Linked DNA regions of Cyprinus carpio: region 2 is linked to region 1. A link is a contact called in public Hi-C data. All regions are on one chromosome and are shown on one strand. Each heading gives the region's core, a stretch centred on a gene start, on an enhancer-like site or on the middle of the called end of the contact. The rest is flanking DNA. Distances are from core to core; before and after follow the strand shown.

Region 1 (3,493 bases), core at 699-3,198:
TACAGGACCCAGGCCTCATGAACTCAGGGATTTACAAATGTAATGCTAGAAATGCCTTGGGAACAGACTTTAAAGCAACATACCTTCAAGTGATCTGAGCAACAGTAAGAAATCCATCAGGTCATTAAGAAAAATAAATGGGAACCTGTCTTTATAAACAAATTTAACACTTTAAAATTGCTTAAAATAAATACCAACAATGTTGTTAAATGGCATTTTTCATTTTGTGAATAGCCATGGATTGTTGTCTTTTGATCTGCCCATTAACTGACCCGAGGATAAGATTTCTTTAGTATTCTGTATTTAATTTATGAAATTATTGGTTTGTACATATTTATATATTCCACAGATTAAACAGAATAATTTTTTAAAACCTTTTTTTTTAACATAAATTTTACATAAAACATTCCAGAATGTCTGTGATTTGTCTGATATGTTCGGCCTGTTGAATTTCTTGCATTCTTCAGTGGATTAGAACAAAATAGCCTTGTCAGAGCAGAACGAGGCCTTGTATGGTACAAATGTTGGCATTGTGGAAGTTGTCCAAATAAATAAGACAATAACACAGTATGTAAGACACTTACTGCCACACTGGGCAAATAAATAATAATATTTGATTTCTGGTCTTTAGTCTTTAATATCAAGTCAAATCACATTTATTTGTACAGTGCTTTATACAATACAGATTGTTCAAGCAGCTTCACAATAATGGGAACATACCAAAAACAGGAAAACGTTAATGTTGTAAAATTCATCAATTATGAAACGACTTATCATCAGTTATGAAACAACATCAGTTATGAAAGCAGCTTTATAGAAGGCAACAGTATAATTATTCAGCTCAAGTAATTTCAGTGTTGATTCAATTCAGTTCAATAACAGTGTTGATATTGCAAAGTTAGTGTCATTATCCAGCTCAATTCCTGAATTTAGTTTTCATCTTATAGTGTATAATATATAATATTACTGAATATTAATTGTCTTTTGTTATATACTAGGGCTGTCAAATGATTAATCATGATTAATCACATCCAAAATAAAAGTTTTGTTTACATAATATGTGTGTGTATACTGTGTATATTTATTATGTATATATAAATACACACACATGCATGTATATATTTAAGAAGAATATGTTATGTTTATATATTAAATATATTTATATATAATATAAAATATAAGAATATAAATATATAAATGTATATACATGTAAATATTTTCTAAATATATAATTTATGTGTGTGTATTTATATATACATAATAAATATACCCTGTACACATACATATATTATGTAAACAAAACTTTTATTTTGGATGTGATTAATCGTGATTAATCATTTGACAGCCCTATTATATACCCTTTAAAAAAATGCCACAATTGCACAATATTACTAGACAAACAAAAGGCCATACATTCATTTTGGAATTTGGTGTGTATTTCATTTTAAATACAAGACACCACGATACTTAATTAAGCAATATGCATAGCATAGCATTTGTGCATCCCCATAGAAAAATATAATAATAATAATAATAATAATAATAATAATAATGAATGAAAAAAAAAACACAATATGAATTAAAACATTTCTTATTAACTTCTTCTAAGACCAAACTATCTAAAACTATTCTATACACATAAGATGTATGTATGATATTTATGTCTATGTAGCCTACTCTTACTGTTTATCATTATTTTATTTTTTTTCCTTTGATACTTACATTTTTGTGGGTGTTTTTCCTGTCGTTTTCCATTGCAATACTAGCAAACAAGTCAGCATTAGAGTAAATTAAGACAGAATTTTAATTTTAGAGTGAACTATCCCTTTAAATTTAACCAGTGCAACCATGTTGTCACAATTATTCGATACAAAAGTAATTTTTTTTTTTTTTTACAAACTATTAATTTTTAACTAGCCTACTTTTAAATGCATTAAAAGTACGCATCAGTCGGCATACACTTGTCAGTCTATGTGAACTCCCTGCATCTGCAAAGGGAGTGGATTTGCCATCCCTTCCCCCATCACCACCACCATCACCGCCGGACCAGTGAACACCAGGCTCGGTACATCATTTCACCGTGATGGCAAATGAATTCCCAGAAAGCAGAGAAGGAACTGCCAACTCACGCCATGCCAACCTCACGTCGTCTCTAGACTTGAGCACGTCTCTAGATCACAGTGTGCAGACGCGGATCTTTAAAATCATTGTCATCGGGGACTCAAATGTGGGCAAGACCTGTTTAACCTTCCGCTTCACCGGCGGAGCCTTTCCCTGTAAGACCGAAGCCACCATCGGCGTGGATTTCAGGGAGAAAGCCGTGGAGATCGAGGGCGAGAAAATAAAGGTGGGATTCATTGTTGGGGTTGGTCTCGTCACGACCAGGCCGATATCTCGTTGTATCACGATTGTGTTTTGTGTGTGTTTCAGTGGAAGTGTGACAGACAGCAGCATCGCGATGAAGCTCAATGTTTACATTACGAGTAATCACATGAATGACTCTTTCTGATCGCATGATGCATCAGAGGCGTAGTTTCTTTTAAGACAAATCAAAATACGTGTCATAATGTCGACAGTTTATTTTTTTCTTGATCTAAGATGTCCATTGCCTGGTCCAAACTGGTTCTCAAAAGATTTTGAACTGTTTAGAGCAGCTTAGACGATCTAGAAACTAATAGTCCAAACCAATAGTCTCATATTTTAATTTATTAGTATTCATACAACACAATATAATAGACTGGTGAAAAGAGCATAATATGACATTATAAAGATAACACATTTATTTGAAAAGAGCATAATATGACATAGATAACACATTATTTATTTGTTTATATATATATATATGTGTGTGTGTGTGTGTGTGTGTTATTTAATTCAGTCAGTTGAGTTAATTTAACCCTTTAATATATAATCTGTTAAATCAAAAACAGAAAATCTTAATGTTTCTTAATATAGAAGTAAAATTCAACACATAGCTTTGACACATAGTTATTGGGATTTAACATCACAGTCAGAATTACAAATAGCTTTTTAAAGATGTCCAAAGCAGATTTATTTATTGACCTTCAAATCCATTTCTTTCTGATGCATCAGTTTTCTCGTTTTAACTTCCCTTCAACATTGAAATTTGTCGTTTGTCTTGTTCTACTCTGACAGGTGCAAGTATGGGACACAGCGGGCCAGGAGCGCTTTCGGAAGAGCATGGTGGAGCACTACTACCGCAATGTGCATGCTGTCGTATTTGTATACGACGTCACAAAAATGGCCTCATTCCAGAACCTAAAGACCTGGATTCAGGAGTGTAACGGGCACGGGGTGTCATCCTCGGTGCCTCGTGTTCTGGTGGGCAACAAATGCGACCTAGTTGACCAGATCCAGGTCCCTTCCAACACTGCCCTCAAGTTTGCAGATGCCCATAACATGCTACTGTTTGAAACATCAGCCAAAGACCCCAAGGAGAGCCAGAACGTGGACTCCATTTTCATGTGCCTGG
Region 2 (3,493 bases), core at 337-2,836, 140 kb after region 1:
TAGATCTGAACTCATGAGTCAATGATTAATGACACAGGAACTTGGGGAATACCAGCATGGGAGTATGTGACATTCGAGCAATCCAACAAAGAGTGAATCTGTACCCTGTAGAGGAAAAGATGATTGTCCTGGAAAGGCAGTGTGGGAATTGCTGGCAGCATTCAGCTGGGATCGACCTGTCTGTGAGGCGTGATGTGGGGGTGAAGTCATTGCTGAAGGGGAGGAACTAGGCACTGAAGAAGAGGACACTGGATGAATGGTGTGCCCAGATGCAGAGAAATATAAAACAGGTGACAGGTGATGCCGGGGATGGCAGTGGAGATTTAAGAAGAGAGGCATCCATTTCTAAGCTTAAAACAAAAAGACACAAAATTCATTACAATATCTTATCAAAAGACAGGAGGAAATATCATATAACAATACATAAAGTAATATACATCAGTTAATATCATATAACAATACATAAAGTAATAAAAAAACAAAAATAAAATTAAAATAAACCACAAAACATAAGACAGGAGGAAATATCATATAACAATACATAAAGTAATATATAATGAAAAATATACTTAAAATATACCACAAAACTTAAATTACATTAAGTTGTATTTTATTTTTATTTCTAATTAGTATGTATTAGTATGTTAAAAGGAGATTTTATCACATAAAAAGCAAAGTCACACATTAATTTAATTTAATTTAAAAGTATGCTATGGTAACTATTGATTCCACTACAATACCATACTGTCACTATTATGGCTATTACGAAACTTAGCGAGTACTGTCATCATAAAAAACAACAAAGGAATTCTGAATTCTGATTCTTGGTGAGATACCACATTAATTTATTATGGTTTAACATTAGTTGACCCAACTACTACTGAATTTCATGGAAACTATACAATGAAAGCCATGGATGTTACCATGGTAATGGTTTGGAAACAGTGTATTTTGTACACTGCTTGCGAAAAGGCTGAGCTGTCATTTTGTCATTGCTCAGCCATGTCACCTTCACTACTGACCGGCGGAACAGAAAGTAAAGTTACACTCAAACAAAAATGATCAACGAGCACAGAGGAGCAAACAGAAATACTTCCAAACGCAGATTTTTCTGTATGTCCGTGAATACTCTTCACAGACATACAGTAACATTACATAAATGAAATGACATCACTGAATTCAATGATGAACTGCCTTTAACTGAAAAATTAGTGTTTACTATTGTCATTTTGCGTTATTGACACACTATTTTCCTAATTAATGCTGTACAGTTGCTTTGACACAATCTGTATTGTTAAAATCGCTGTATAATAAATGTGACTTGACTTGACTTCACACCGCGAGTCTTCAATCACCGACTGCATTTCTGTCGCTTATTTTTTCTTACCTGAGCTTCTCTATCACTCCATCATAAGTATGACAGAGCTGTCAGCACAACCCTGGTAACTTTAGTCTATTCTGACACCAGACACAGTGTAACTTATGTAAGTGATGAGCACAGAACGGACAGAGCAGAGGCCCGTCCAGCGTCCAGATGCTGCTCACTAAATAAACCCTCCCCCACTGACTGACTGGAGCAAAATGTTTTTGTCGTATTCAAGTTCCTGTTGCTCTGGATTTTCAAAATAAAAGACCTAAAACTAAAAAAAATAAATGTCCTTGATTTTTGCCTAATTTTAAGACCCACAACCACATGAGAAATGAAAACTGATCTAGTAATCATAATGCTAAGCATAATAGCCAATCAGGACCTCAATCAGTTAAGTTTCTGGACTAGAACAAGTAGATTGAGGTACTTGTTATGTCCAAATACAGCAAAATAATCAATTTATATATTTATATATTTTTTTAATTATGAGATTACCGAGATTATTATAAATAAGCTTGTGGCAGATATGGGAAAGCAAGCCTATTTACAAGACTCAACAAAAAATAAACGCCTTCTGAAGGTTAAAAAAATTCAGCCATTACTTTTTACTTAAGACTTACTAGTATCCTGTAAGATATAATGTTCCAGGCAAGTTTGCTTGATCATTAACAAAAAGATGCATGTCAAAATTACTCAGGAAAATAAGATTTAAGGGGGAAAATATTGTGTTGCAAAAGTGAGTACACCCTCCTGAAAGTTATGAAATATAAATGAAAATTTTCCAGTGCAAGTTAAAGGCGATTTTGATCAACAGGTAAGTATGTTATTCTTTGCCATTTTCTTCAGAATCAAAGTGCTACATAGCCTATGGAATAATTTTCAGGTATAATGCTGTGAAACAGTGAAACCACTTGGGAGAGAGCTACCAAATATACAGTACAGTATGAAAATATAGGAAACATAAAACAGAGATTTAAAAACAGTGGACTTGGGAATATTACAGTGAGAAGTGCCTGTTGGGCTTCTTTTTTTTTCTTCTTCAACATGATAATGATTATATACATTTTCCCAATGTTAAAAACCTTCTGTAAGTGCAGTATTTCACCCAAGCTTAACAATCTTGAGGGCCTGTGGGGGATTTTGTAGAGACAAGTTGAGCAACACTCCCTATTAAAGACAAGAGATTTTATGGATCTCATTCTTAGATGTGACAATTGGTCACAAACAAGTACACTCAATGCAAAGAGGGATCAGAGAAGTACACTTTAGTATAAGTTATGAAGGACATATTATGGATTAAAATATTACACATTTATTGAATTTAATCAGAATTAAATAATTAATATTAAATTAAATTAAATATTTTTCTCTATTTTTAGGAATACATTTTGCCTTCTTCCATGAATCATATTAGTGCTCATTTAGAGCTCTCTTTTTTATTTTGTATTTGTTCTACCCAAATGTCTATAAAACTTAAAAATCATTTAAACATAATGACCTGAAAAGGCAATGCAATTCAGTGTGATAGGTTTTTAAAGGAACAGAGTTTCAATATAACTTCAACCTGAATACATGAAATAGGAAATTGAATATTTTAAGTGGAAAATATTTTGTTCCATTAAATGCATAAATATCAGAAAGAAAAAATAAATTGGACTGAGTCTTGCATTCCATTCTGTTCAGATATATGTTGTTTTATTTGCTTGATTTGAATTGAACAGACCAGCTTATCACCGGGTGCTATAAACCATTGCATAAGAACATACAGCACAGATGGCATCAGTGGATTGACAGCTAAAAACAAGCAGCAGCATCATTTCATAAATGTACATGTTCTCATACATATAACCCTGAGATCACCATAAGAAGATAGAATTGTGCTTTTTATATCACTCTGTAAATAAACACAGGAAACATCAATTTCTATTACTATTTTACATTTTAAAAATAACTAAATAGTAAAATAATCAAAACACACATGTATAACACAAATAAAAGTTTAATTTTACACCTTTTTGTATTGTATTTTAATTTTTGTTTTTGTAATAAACTTATATGTAGGCAAACCGGGAAATTTTAGCAGACCGTGCTAATCTCAAGCATTTATAAGAGCACATCACAATG

What was found. A called contact is a pair of places that touch in the nucleus more often than the background predicts.
Region 2: a Hi-C map of red blood cells shows a contact between it and region 1, with 2.8 times the contacts expected there. The contact joins the promoter of wfs1b here to the promoter of rab33a in region 1. A contact is called at or near these places in 2 of 8 Hi-C or Micro-C datasets (liver and red blood cells).

What each region holds. Positions count from the first base shown.
Region 1 is chrB14:3,061,005-3,064,497 of ASM1834038v1, forward strand. It overlaps rab33a (ras-related protein Rab-33A), which reads left to right and starts at 1,949. Exons shown (of 2, transcript XM_042737744.1): 1 at 1,949-2,347; 2 at 3,157-3,493. The coding sequence starts at 2,084. It overlaps si:ch211-159i8.4 (matrix-remodeling-associated protein 5), which reads left to right. Exons shown (of 7, transcript XM_042737743.1): 7 at 1-617. The coding sequence ends at 98.
Region 2 is chrB14:3,197,590-3,201,082 of ASM1834038v1, forward strand. It overlaps wfs1b (wolframin), which reads right to left and starts at 1,587. Exons shown (of 9, transcript XM_042737748.1): 1 at 1,388-1,587; 2 at 287-350; 3 at 105-285. The coding sequence starts at 343.